Regions from separate parts of the Mus musculus genome. Here region 2 is linked to region 1. Evidence: chromatin contacts called from public ChIA-PET data. All regions are on one chromosome and are shown on one strand. The core of a region is the stretch at or near the end of the contact, and the rest is flanking DNA. Distances in the headings are between cores, read along the strand shown. Region 1 holds the start of Gemin4 (gem nuclear organelle associated protein 4). Region 2 overlaps Abr (active BCR-related gene).

The links. ChIA-PET counts read pairs in DNA pulled down with a chosen protein or histone mark.
Region 2: a contact with region 1 is called in an RNA polymerase II ChIA-PET map of memory CD8 T cells, with 35 read pairs. The contact joins the enhancer-like site here to the promoter of Gemin4 in region 1. A contact is called at or near these places in 5 of 115 datasets of contacts at active chromatin or transcription factors (bone marrow-derived macrophages, embryonic stem cells, forebrain and 2 more) and 1 of 9 other capture datasets (adipose tissue).

The regions. Positions count from the first base shown.
Region 1 is chr11:76,214,493-76,220,337 of GRCm38.p6, forward strand. It overlaps Gemin4 (gem nuclear organelle associated protein 4), which reads right to left and starts at 3,080. Exons shown (of 2, transcript NM_177367.3): 1 at 2,986-3,080. The coding sequence starts at 2,995. Dbil5 (diazepam binding inhibitor-like 5) reads left to right here and starts at 3,121. Exons shown (of 2, transcript NM_021294.2): 1 at 3,121-3,256; 2 at 3,735-4,173. The coding sequence starts at 3,780. The coding sequence ends at 4,043. It overlaps LOC108167850 (a long non-coding RNA gene), which reads left to right. Exons shown (of 2, transcript XR_001780094.1): 2 at 1-218.
Region 2 is chr11:76,477,160-76,483,004 of GRCm38.p6, forward strand. It overlaps Abr (active BCR-related gene), which reads right to left. Exons shown (of 23, transcript NM_198895.2): 4 at 1,836-2,021. Among named protein-coding and RNA genes, the nearest start is that of Timm22, 73 kb to the left of the region's middle. Within about 2 kb of position 2,157, at least 150 of the 459 cell types and tissues checked have an H3K27ac peak or open chromatin away from gene starts, as enhancers often do. A contact at or near this core is called in bone marrow-derived macrophages, memory CD8 T cells and pancreatic cancer cells, where this site is marked.

The sequences.
Region 1 (5,845 bases), core at 1,830-4,329:
GAAAAGGCCTGATGTGAGTGTAGGCAGTACCAACTCGGAGAAGTGCATGAAAATCAAGGAAGTGACTAAGATTCCTCAGCAAAGTGTGAAGAGGACAACTGGACTGCTGAGGTTACAGTGAGTAGAGGATAGGGGACAGTGCTACCACATATGCATTAAAGACATGACAGAGGCCAGCAGCATGGCTCATGATTAAAGATATCTGCCACCAAGCTTGATGACCTGAGTTTGAGCCCTAGAACTGATATGGTAACCTCTACAAGCTGTCTTCTGACTGACACTTGTGCACCGTGGTATCCACACATACACACCAAGAATGTAATTAAAAAACAAACAAACAAAAAACCTAAACAAAACTGAGTCCAGTGATGGCAGACTATGGAAGATACAATAGGTAGTCTTTGGGGGATGGGAGGTGCTTATTGTCTTAGTGTTTTTGGTTGTTTCTGAGACAGGGTCTCATTATGAACTGGATAGCTTTGAACTCAGATCTGTCTGCCTCTACATCCTGAGTGCTGAGATCAAAAGCCTGTGCCACCACACTCAGTTAAGCCTGTTTTTGAACTCAGAGCCTTGCATGTAACAGGCAAGCACTCTACCACTGAGCTGTATCCGGAGCCCTGCCTTCCTTCTTTCTAAGCACACTCCTGCTTCAACAAGTTTCAACATTCTGTGCCTTACAGGGAAAAAGTTCACCCAGCAGTTTCTTCCAGTCAAAAAGGACAAGCTGGTGAAGGTTCTGGCTCTGTGGTAGGAACCAGGAAGTGGACAAAACAAATATTACATCAAGACAGCGGTCACTCATTCACTGAGTTAAGAACTGACATTTAAAGGGAGGCCATGTGGGGGTTTAATCAAGATAATGGATTCAAATCCTAACTCAGTTGTTAAAACATGATGTGACTTTACACTTTACTGAGTCTCCCGTCTGCATACATGAGAATATATGTATGCATATATACATGAGACTATAATCTTCATGGTATGGGAACCACATGACACAGGACATACACTAATCACACTTTTGTAACTATTCTGGTATTGTTACCTTTTTGAAGCATCTCCCAGGTATGGAAGAATTGGATGGGTTATATAAGCTATCTTAACCATAATCAGACCATCAAGAGCCTGATTTAAATGCTCAAGTGTTGGCAGGACTAGTCTTGTCAATATTTTGTCTCCTCCAGTGCAGAAACAGACGGGCACAGGTCTTTCCCAAAGTGTATAATCTGGCCTAGAAGCTGAGTGCAACACCTTGTCACGGTCACTGCTAGCTCTCTCCTCAGTCCTCTATGCTCCCAGAAACACATCTGCCCTATTCTCATAGGCCAGAGTCGGCAGCAAAAGTACTGACTCCAGTGAACAGCTGTGGTGGCCTATCCCGTTAGTCCCAGCTCTCTAGTGATGCAGATTTTTATGAGGCAAGCCTGGTCCACGTACTGAGTTTCAGGCTAGCCAAGGCTACATCATGGCTACCATCTCAAACTTCTCCTACCCCCAGGGAAAAAAAAAAATTACTGACACCAGGCAACTAAAAAATCTCCTGGCCACTAACCATTTACTGTCACTGCCTGCCCACCCCAAATCAAGGCTCAGCACTCCCACAAAACCCAGACCTGAAGGCAATCCAGGGTTCTTTCTGTCTCAGGTTGGTCTGCCGGCCCCCGAACACATTTCCTTATAACTGTAAATGACATTTTATTGCATTAGACATCGGCTTAGCAGAGCAAATGTCTGCGGCCAAACATGTGCCTTTCAGAGACTGTGTACATGTGGCTTGAGAAAAGTCCCAGACTCAGCTCATAGCCAGGGGAAACTCAAAGGCTTTTTTTTTTTTTTTTTTTTTTAAATCAGTAGCTGGTGCTAGGAAGTGACTGGTTACTTTGGTAGGCACTGTGCTGGGTGGCATACTTGTATTTTTTTCTGAGATAGGCTCTTGTTATATAGCTGGAACTGGCTTGAAACTATACAGACCAGGTCGGCCTAGAATTTTGAGATCCTCCTGCCTCTGCTTCCAGAGTGCTAGTTAGACATAAGCTACCACACCCAGCTTGACACCTATAAAAATCATGTAATCGTCAAACTAACTTCTTGAGGATTATAACTCCTGTTTTGGAGATGGGAAGCTAGAGGCCCAGGCACAACTTTGCAAGGTGTCTCAACTAGGGAGTCAAGCCTTGGCAGCACTCTTCACAGCTGCAGGGCACGAAACTACCATTCCACACTAAAGAGCTGGCTAGGGACAAAGACATTTCTCCACAGCGTATTATTTGCAAATCTTGGAGTACTTCCCAGGACGGCCTCCTAGTCTTACCCTCTAAAGAGCACACCTAGCAGGGTGGAGAGGGTTGGCAGATGGCCACAGATTTCTATCAACTCCGCCTTACTTCCAGACCTCGCCTAGGAGGATACTCCAAACCAAGCAGCACTCGAATTCGGATTCAAAAAGTGAAATCTCAGGCTGCGCAACTCCTGCTCACAAGAGAGGGGTGGGGGTGGGGTGGTCGCTTTGCGTGAGTCAACGAATGGGGTCCTGTTATGCACGTGGTCGCAAAGAAAACGCCAAGCCTCTGGGAGAAAGACAGTATCAGTATTTTTGCTTTATGCACTAGGCGACCTAATAAGAAACATGTTCACTAACTCGGCAGTCATTTAATAACGAAGAACTCTCCGGACGTCCGTCCCTCCCAGCCCGGCATTTCCGAAACACGTGCAGTAGCCCTGAGCATTTCCAGGAGAATCAAGGCTATATTCGCTCCCGGTTTCCCACTGGGAAGACACTACGAAGGACGGAGGAGGACTCTAGGAGACCGTCATGTGGTGGGGCTACAGGATGGAGGCCGGCCTCGCGACTGCGGGTCCCCCAAAACTCCTCAAGCCCCCAGCCTCCCGAGCACCGTAGGAGCAGTGCAGAGCCTCAGCCTGCCCAGGAGGTGCTTTGGGGGGGTGCGGCCCAGGGGCCGGAGTAGGGAAGTGGGAACCCACCTAGGTCCATGGCGGCGACGCTGGCGGCGGGCTAGACCGCCCCTCCTAGTCCAAGGCCGCGAACGCGTTGCCCGCGCCACGGCACAAAGGGCGGCGCTACAGGCGCGTCACAGGCTCCGCCCACAGCGCTTCTCCGCTTCCGTGCTGTAGTCTGCTAGCCGCTGCCGTTCAAGGCGCACGCGTACTCCTCTCCAACAAGCTCGCAGCGTCGAAGCCACCCTAGCCACAGCGCCCCCTCTCGGCCTAGGCTTCCCAGCCTTCTTAACCACAGGTACTGTTGGCTGTCTCCATGTGGAACCTGACCCCTTCAGGCAAGGAGGTCGAACCCCTTAGTCCAGACCCCTCATTCACCCTCACTCAGGAACCCCGGGCAGCTCTCGCCCCGGATTCACCCACATGGAATAACTTTCCTTCAGCTGTGTACTAACCAGCAGCGGATCCACGGGATTCATCCCCCCCCCCCCCAAGACACACAAAACTCCCTATATGCTTGCTTTTCATGCTGCACTATCTCCTATAGGCAACAGCAGAGTCAACTTTCAGAGCTCATAGGTGCTTTTATAACTTTGAAGGGCAGTCACACTGGAAAAAGCTCTGCGGGGCAGGAGCAATTGAATGGATTCCTGGTCCTCGATTTGTACGTTATTAAACACACAAACGCCCCGTGTTCATCCCACACATTATCTCTTTACCCCTTCTTTCCAAGGCCTAACAATAACATGGTTTGCTTATTTCCAACTTTCTTCTAGTACCCCGCATCACTTAAAAACAGAAGCATTGCCTCTGGTATACCAATGAGCCAAGTGGAGTTTGAAATGGCCTGTGCTTCACTCAAGCAGCTGAAGGGGCCTGTGAGTGATCAGGAGAAACTGCTGGTGTACAGCTTTTACAAACAGGCCACCCAGGGCGACTGTAACATCCCTGTCCCTCCTGCCACAGATGTGAGAGCAAAGGCCAAATATGAGGCCTGGATGGTAAACAAAGGGATGTCCAAGATGGATGCCATGAGGATCTACATTGCTAAAGTGGAAGAGCTGAAGAAAAAGGAGCCATGCTAAGAGCATTTTGGCAGACACAAGGAAGTAGCATGGCTCCACTGGTAGGGGACGGGTTTAAGATTCCTGATGGCTGAAACACACTGAAAGGGTAGCAGCGTTAGCAGAAACACCAATAAATCATTCAAACTGCATGAGAGTGGAGTCTGTGGCAAAAGAGAAACTTTGAGGGTCCTGGAGAAGTATTTAGATGTGTAGAAGCCTCTCTCTGCTGGGTGAAACTCCATTAATCTGCCTTTCTGTGGTCTGACTGGCATTAATAGTCTTCCCAGTTCCACAATGTGTGTGGATATTTGGCAGAAGAGCAAAGAGGTGGGGTGAATCATGCTATTAAAATAACCAGGGGTGGGGGCTTGGATCTGTATTATCAGGGGTTATCAACACACCAAGAACCCAACAGTACAGAGGAGAAAGGGGCTCTGCCTTCTAAAGAGCTAAAGACAAATAGAAAAGCCCTCACCTAGAACACAGGTCCAGAGAAGTTAGGATTTTGATGGAACTCAAACTTTGAGTGACATGGTGAAGTGGGTCATGCATCACGCACAGCAGCTGAGGGACAGGGAAGAAGGGTGGCCTCAGCATCTCAGTGCCTGAAAGAATCACCTAAGCCTTAGCAACCTAAATGTTCTTAACCTAGGTTTCTGCTTGGGGCCCAGTGATGGACGGACACACACATGCACACGCACATGAACGTACGCACGTGTGGCTCATGTAAGTGCCGGTGTCCATCACTACAGAGGCATCAGTGTGCTAAAATTGTGCCCAGAAGTTGGCAAATGAAGTGTTAAAGTAGAATTCTTAACTTCGTGGTAGCATGGTAGTATGTGTCTTGTCTGAAGCAAGCAGTACTTGCCTGGCACCAGGGTTTGCTCTCTAGCAAATCTGGTCATATAACAGCAAGTTTCTCTAGGCAGTTGGGTGGGGGGTGGGAGCTATACTTTGTTTTATGAGATAGGACTTGGCTGATCTGGATTCACTCTATAAACCAGGCTGGCCATCAGGGATCCATCTGATTCTTCCTCCTGAGTGCTGCATTTAAAGTATGAGCCACCATGATGGCTATAAAGTTTATTGTTTATCATTACATTTTTTTTATTGTGTGCACTGTGTGTGTGGGTGTGAGGGTGCCAAGTGTGCATGTGAAGGTCAGAACACAATTCAGAGTTGGTTCTCTCCAACTTTTACATGGGTTCACAGGATCAAACTCAGGCTGCTAGGCTTTCCTGGAAAGCATCTTTACCTACAGGGCTCTTTGTGGGCCCTATGATGGCCATTTTCTCTCTCTCAGTGATGCAGATATAGGCCAGACTAGACCAGATTAAAAGATTGTAGGGAATTGGCTCTAATGCTTTGTTTTAATTCATCTCCCCAAAGCCTTATTTCCAAATGCTGAGGGTCCCTGCCCCCAGGTGTCTTTGATCAGTACTAAAAAACTGCCATACAGCCAATGACTGGGCAAGGGGCAGAAGGAGATGAAGAGCAGGCAGATTCTCCATGACTTAGAAGCAGAGAGATTAAAGAGCTGCAGGAAAGAAATCATCCAGCAATGTAGGTGTAAAGGGAAAGCCACCCCAATGGAGGCTACCAAGAAGGAAACAGGGCCGCAAAAATAAAATATTGATTTAGAAGGTATTAACTCAGGAATGCCAGAGGGGAGTCTGTGCTAGCTGAGGGGAGGTTTGGAAGTGCCCGGCCACTGAGCAAGTTAGGCATATTAAAAATTAAGCTGGCATGTGTGCGTGCGTGCATGCCTTTGTGTCTTTGATTCTCAAATTCTTGAATTTAGAACACTCTGGCAGGTGGCT
Region 2 (5,845 bases), core at 907-3,406, 260 kb after region 1:
TGGAAGACCAGAGGCCCAGCCTGCCAGGGTCATTAACTGGGAAGCGCAGGTTGCTTGGAAACAGGAGTTTGGCACTGGAATGATCTCATAAAACAAACAGCAGAGATGCTAATTCTCCTCTCTTGGTAATGGATAATCAAATACCCAGAGACTTCAGCCGAAATAAACTGCCTCCAGATGCCTGGCTTGCCCTGGCTCCACCCAGGCCTCACACAGCAGGCAGCCTCAGGGTGGCAGACAGCAGTTCATGATGCTGGGAGGGGTGGTGGCTGGGAAGCAAATTCCTAACCAGACCAGTGGCGCTGAGACCAAGGGGACTCTGAGTCAGAATGATACAGACAAATTGATAAGGCTATGTAGGCTCAGGCCTGTATTCCCAGCACTTGGGAGGCTGAGGAAGAAGATCTGCTTCAAGTTCAAGGTCAGCCTGAGTTACGGAGACCCTGCACCAAAACCCAACAGAAATATCAAACTGGAGAGCTCTTCCATTCTGCTCTGCCTACCTGCCCTCTCAACAGGGCTTGTGTTCTGTATCTGTGAGGGCTGAGTAGAGGCAGCCCCCATATCAATCACCTCAGACTTCTGTGGACAGGGAAAGATCACCAGGGGAAGCAGCTGGGTCCCCAACTACCAGAACTATAGCATTCTGGGAAACAATGCCTCATGATTTCCTCTTCCTAAAACAGCAGTAATGAGAACAGCAACAGCAGCAGGCATTTTCAGGCATCAACTCACTCCTGCAACCATCCAGGTGGCTACTGGTACCCCTCTTCACGGAGAAGGAAGCTGAGAACAGGAGGGTAAGCTGTCACAGGACCACCTATGGCAAAGCCAGGATTCAAACCCAGCTGTGACGAGCTCTGGTTGTGCTTGTCCCTACAACACTTGTGGCCTTGAAAACATGGCTGTCAGGATACAGGTATCACCTTCAACATTCAAGTTCTCTCCAGCCCCAAAAAAGTTCATAATGTGTCTATCAATCCACTCATTTGTTCATCTAGCAGTGGAGTCCATTAGTTCTGGGAGTCTAATGAGAAGAAAATACAAACTGTTCCAGAGTTTACACTGGTGGGCACAGTAAAGATGGGAAAGACAGGTGCATTTTAAATAAGTGTTCATGAGGGACAAACATGGGGCCTGGAAAGGCTTTTCTGAGGTCATTCCAACTTGGGCACTGATGGAGAGAAGCCAGGTAAATGGGGAAGACCATTTACGGTCTACAGAGGTCAGGAAGTGTTTTGGTCTAAGCAGGCTCAGGCAGAGCTAAGGGGGAGGGTGTCATGGAAGCCTTAGCAACAAGAGGACTTCTGTGAACATCCTCCAACATTAAACCTGTGCTCTTCTCCTGTGAACAGCAGCAGGTAACACCGGCTGATACTCTCTACTCTGGAACCAACTGTTAGTTAGGACCATATCCAGCCAACTGCTTCACTTTGTAAAGGCAGCACTGGGATGCAACAGCCTTCCAAGGTCTCAGGTAAGCGTCATCCTCCTGCAGCCTCCTCACACACTTCTCTGTCCATGGAGTGACAGAGGGACCTGCGTCCTGGCAGAGGAAGCTCCATTCCAGTGCTCAAAGGACTCCCATGCAGACAAAGCCAGCATTCCCCAGGAACATTCACACACAGGACCTGGCTCTGCCGCTCTCTCTAGAAGCACTTTCAAGGCTCCACTAGGATGGGGGCTGGGGTTGAGGATCCAAGTCCAATTGCCCTAAAGAACCCAGGTCCAGACCGGCCTCCAAGGGCTTGGAGGTGACCCAGGCCTCAAGAGGGCTAGAGTGACCAGTTCTAACACCAGTCTGCCATAGAGACATGCCCTCATGGGAGACTCACCAGTTTCTGGAAAAGATGGCCCATGGTGACCTGGCTGTCCCACTGCTGCACCTTGGGGCAGAGGTTGTCGTAGAACTCCTTGTGGATCTCGTAGATGTCCTGGATCTTGTAGAAGATGGTCTCAATCTGTTGGATGGTGAGCACAGGCTGGGAGGTGGTGGCTGTGGCCTTCAGGGGTTTCATGGGCTGAAGAGGAAGAGGAACAAAGTACAAAGGTGGTGATGAATGAACCAGAGCGTTCGTTGGCAGGTCCTGGGCAGATTGTGACACTGATTACATGCAGCGCCGCCCAAGTTCTGCCTAGGCAGGGCCGCTGAAGTCAGAGCACCTGAAACACGATTTCTCAGAGCTGCTGTCACAGGTCCCAACAAGCCACATGCAGAGAGAGGGAACCTGGCAGCAGCGATCTGACATAGTAGCCACAGCACTTCCCTTCCCCAACACAACCTTAGCTCACAACCCCTGGCTCGTTTGTGTGTGTTCACTGGTCCATTGAGCAGGTTCCTAGTCTCTTCCACAATGGCCTCAGGCCCCAGTCATAAGCCTCCTTGTCATGCTTCAGTGGGACAGTGTTACCTGGGAGGCCAGCTCCTTGGCTGTTTCCTTTTGAGAAACAGAAGGCAGTTCTAGTACTCAGGAGGTAAAACCAAAGAGAGATTCAACACTAGCTCAAGCCAGATCTGTACTGGAAGCACTCCAGAGGCTGAGGCAGGAGGATTGCAGGCCAGCCTGGGCAACACAGTGAGAGCCAGTCTCAAAAAAGAAACCAATGTTAGCTCAGAGAGGAACGGGTACATACATGCCACCCTCCTACTTTCCACATCCGTGGCAGACATGCAGACATTACTAAGCGAGCGTGATGATCTTTCCCACTGAGTGTGGTTTTGGTCACAAGACTCTTTCTCAATGCCTGTTGACATGAAAATGAAAGCAGCTAGTCATCCTTGCTCATCTATACCAAGATCACCAGCACCCTCAGTGGAAGGGGCAGTGACTGTCCCTGGCAGTGACTGGGCAATGGCCCAGCAAGAGACAGGGTGTAGAAATATGGACAGGGAAGGCACACATAGGCAAGGGAGAACAGCCTACAACCTTAAGGCAGTATGGAAAGGGTTTCCCTGCAGACCTGGGAGCAGTGGGAGACGACAGAGTCAGCATGGACTCACCAGAGCTGTCAGCGACACACAGGATGAGGCTGTGGGCCGACTAAGGAGAGAAGCATTCCAGGAGAGAGTGTGAGAGTTAACAGCTGAGGTGCTGGGCCGTGAGATCACCTACACCGAGGGAAGCAGAGCTACCAATGGCTCCTTCAGTGCTATGACAGCCAACCTGGGTTCATCACAGAGGCCAGCCTTCCATCCTAACTGTACTCCATCTTCCTGATGACAGTGGCTAAGCCCAAGTCTCATATATCCAGACAATGTCCAACTGTTGACTTTCTTTGTCCTCTACATTCTACAAAGTCCGGAAACAAGACAAAGCCAGGCCCAAGAAGACCCACTGACCCTCCTGGCACTAGAACCAAGTAACCTTTAGTAACAGGTTCTTGCTAAAAAACAGGATGGGATTCAATCTTGGTCAGGGCAGGCAGTATGGGCTGCAGCCAGAGTCTGCCATTTACTAGTTGGAAGCAAGTCACTCCCCATTTCTGGGTGTATCATCTCTTTACTAGCAGGCTCATGTGTGGGACTGAAGTGGTATTACCTTCTCAAAAGAACCAATAGGAAGAGTGAATCTCAAAAGTCACACATTACATAGAATATCTAGGGGTTGGAGATGACTCAGTGGTTAAGACTGCTTCCTGCTCTTGCAAAGGACATGGGATCAGTCCTTAGCACCCACATGGTAGCTCACAACCACCTGTAACTCCAGTTCCAGGGGATCTGACATCCTCTTCTTGCCTCTAGTTTGAGCATGCATGCAGTGCACATAAACTCATGAAGACACATACATATAAAGATGGTAAATAAATCTTCAAAAAATAATAAAGAGCCGGGTGTGGTGGTGCACACCTTTGATCCCAGCACTCGGGAGGCAGAGGCAGGCAGATTTCTGAGTTTGAGGCCAGCCTGGTCTACACAGTGAGTTCCAGCCCAGCCAGGGCTACACAGAGAAACCCTGTCTCAAAAAACGAAAAAAATAATAATAATAATAAAGAGGGGTTGGGGATTTAGCTCAGTGGTAGAGCACTTGCCTAGCAAGTGCAAGGCTCTGGGTTCTGTCCTCAGCTCTGAAAATAAATAAATAAATAAATAAATAAATAAATAAATAAATAAAGTTTCTAGTACCTACTTGGCATCTAGAAGGCAGCTAATATTATTATTCATCCTTTGAATAAAGAACCAAGTGCCAAATATAAGACCAATCCCCAACCCCCACTGGTGTGCCTGGAACACATACCGTCCCAGTCCTCATGGTGTTTCCAGTCTAGCAGAGGAGACAAAGGAAACACAAGTAAATGATCAAACATGAAATGATACATACCAGTAAGTTCGATGAAGAAAATAAGGAGGGGACCACCTAAGGCAGGGTGGGGAGGTGGCTCCTCCAAAGAGGGGAGGGACCCTTACTCTGAGATAGCCATGGGGCCAGAGAGAATTGTTCTCATCAAGATTTCCTTGAAGACTGAACTGGAGTCAGAACCAGGCTTGGTGAGAGACAAGGCCTGAAGGCCACTAAGACTATGTACAGTGCACATATACAGGAAGAGGAGGGCTGAGCAGGGCTGGATGGAGCACAGGAGTGTGTTTATGCAGAGGGGAGTATGGCTTTGACAGCACGGCTGGCCATGCAATGACCCAGCATTCTGCAGAGCAGTGAGTGACAGCAGCCCAGCACTCAGGCGATCATTTTGGTGACCCATGATCTCCTTTCTTGAGAACATTAGATGCTATTTGAAAAATGGACTGAAACAAACCAAGCAACTTGGTGGCCAGCATGAAGCCGGACATTTCCCAACTTGGATGTACTGGAGCAGCTAAGGAAAGGCTTTGTGGAGGAGGTACCAGTTAAAGTAATGGGGCCTTGAAGCTGGTGAGATCTGAGCAGGAGGAGAGCTGCGGGGTCACACAGGCAAGGCAGCAGGAGGAACTAGGAGGAAGGCACAGCGTGCTCCCATGCCCAGGTGAAAGGATACAGGGGACTTCCCTTCAGATGTGACATAACATCTCCATCTAATCCAATGGACAGGTACAAATTGCCTTGGAGCCCCAAAGCCACTCATCCTGTGCCTTGGCACAATCCCCAGGTGGAGGGCATAAAGGAAAGAGGAGAACAGCTCTGGGAAGGCCGAGACTTCTCAGAAGCGACTGCTGGGGAAGCACACACTGGTCAACCTCCGCCGAGACAGGCCCAACAGCCCTGCTTCCTCCTGAACTTCCCACTGTCTGTGAAAGGGGAAGAAAAGCGCTCTCACCAGGGCCAGTCACATGGGCCAGCCTGCCTGAAACTTTCTCACCAGATGAAGGACTGACTTTTTTGCTCTCATCTCCATTATCCATGGTGAAGGGGGATGGTCTGGCTGGTCCTTAGTAAGTTACTTTTTATCTGAAGACTCACATACAGGCTCAAAGGCCAGGCTCCTCTCACTGAGCTTGAGCCAACATTGATATTAGGACCAGGGAGCTAGCACATCAGCTACCTCCGTCCTCCTCCCTGGTCCAGCTTATGGCAAGGATTAGAGAGAAGCTGTCAAAAGAATTCTTACAGAGAACCCCTGGGTGGTCTCAACTCCCACCCTGGGAGCTTCACTTAAAGGTGGGAGTTAGCCAGTTCTGCCCTCACACAGTCATGTCTGCCGTGTCCTCTAGCAAAGTAGCCTTTCGAAACAGGGGAAAGAAATCTGCCCACTTCCTCTACCTCCTACCCCTGAAGGCTTGGCCCTGTCAGGCACATTTACTATCGCAGCCCTGGTTACTTCTTGGCGCTCACAGAGGAGGTGTAGTTAACCTATCACATAAACAAGCAAGCTGAGGTGCCCTAGGACTATGAACTCCGACAGAAACAGCCAC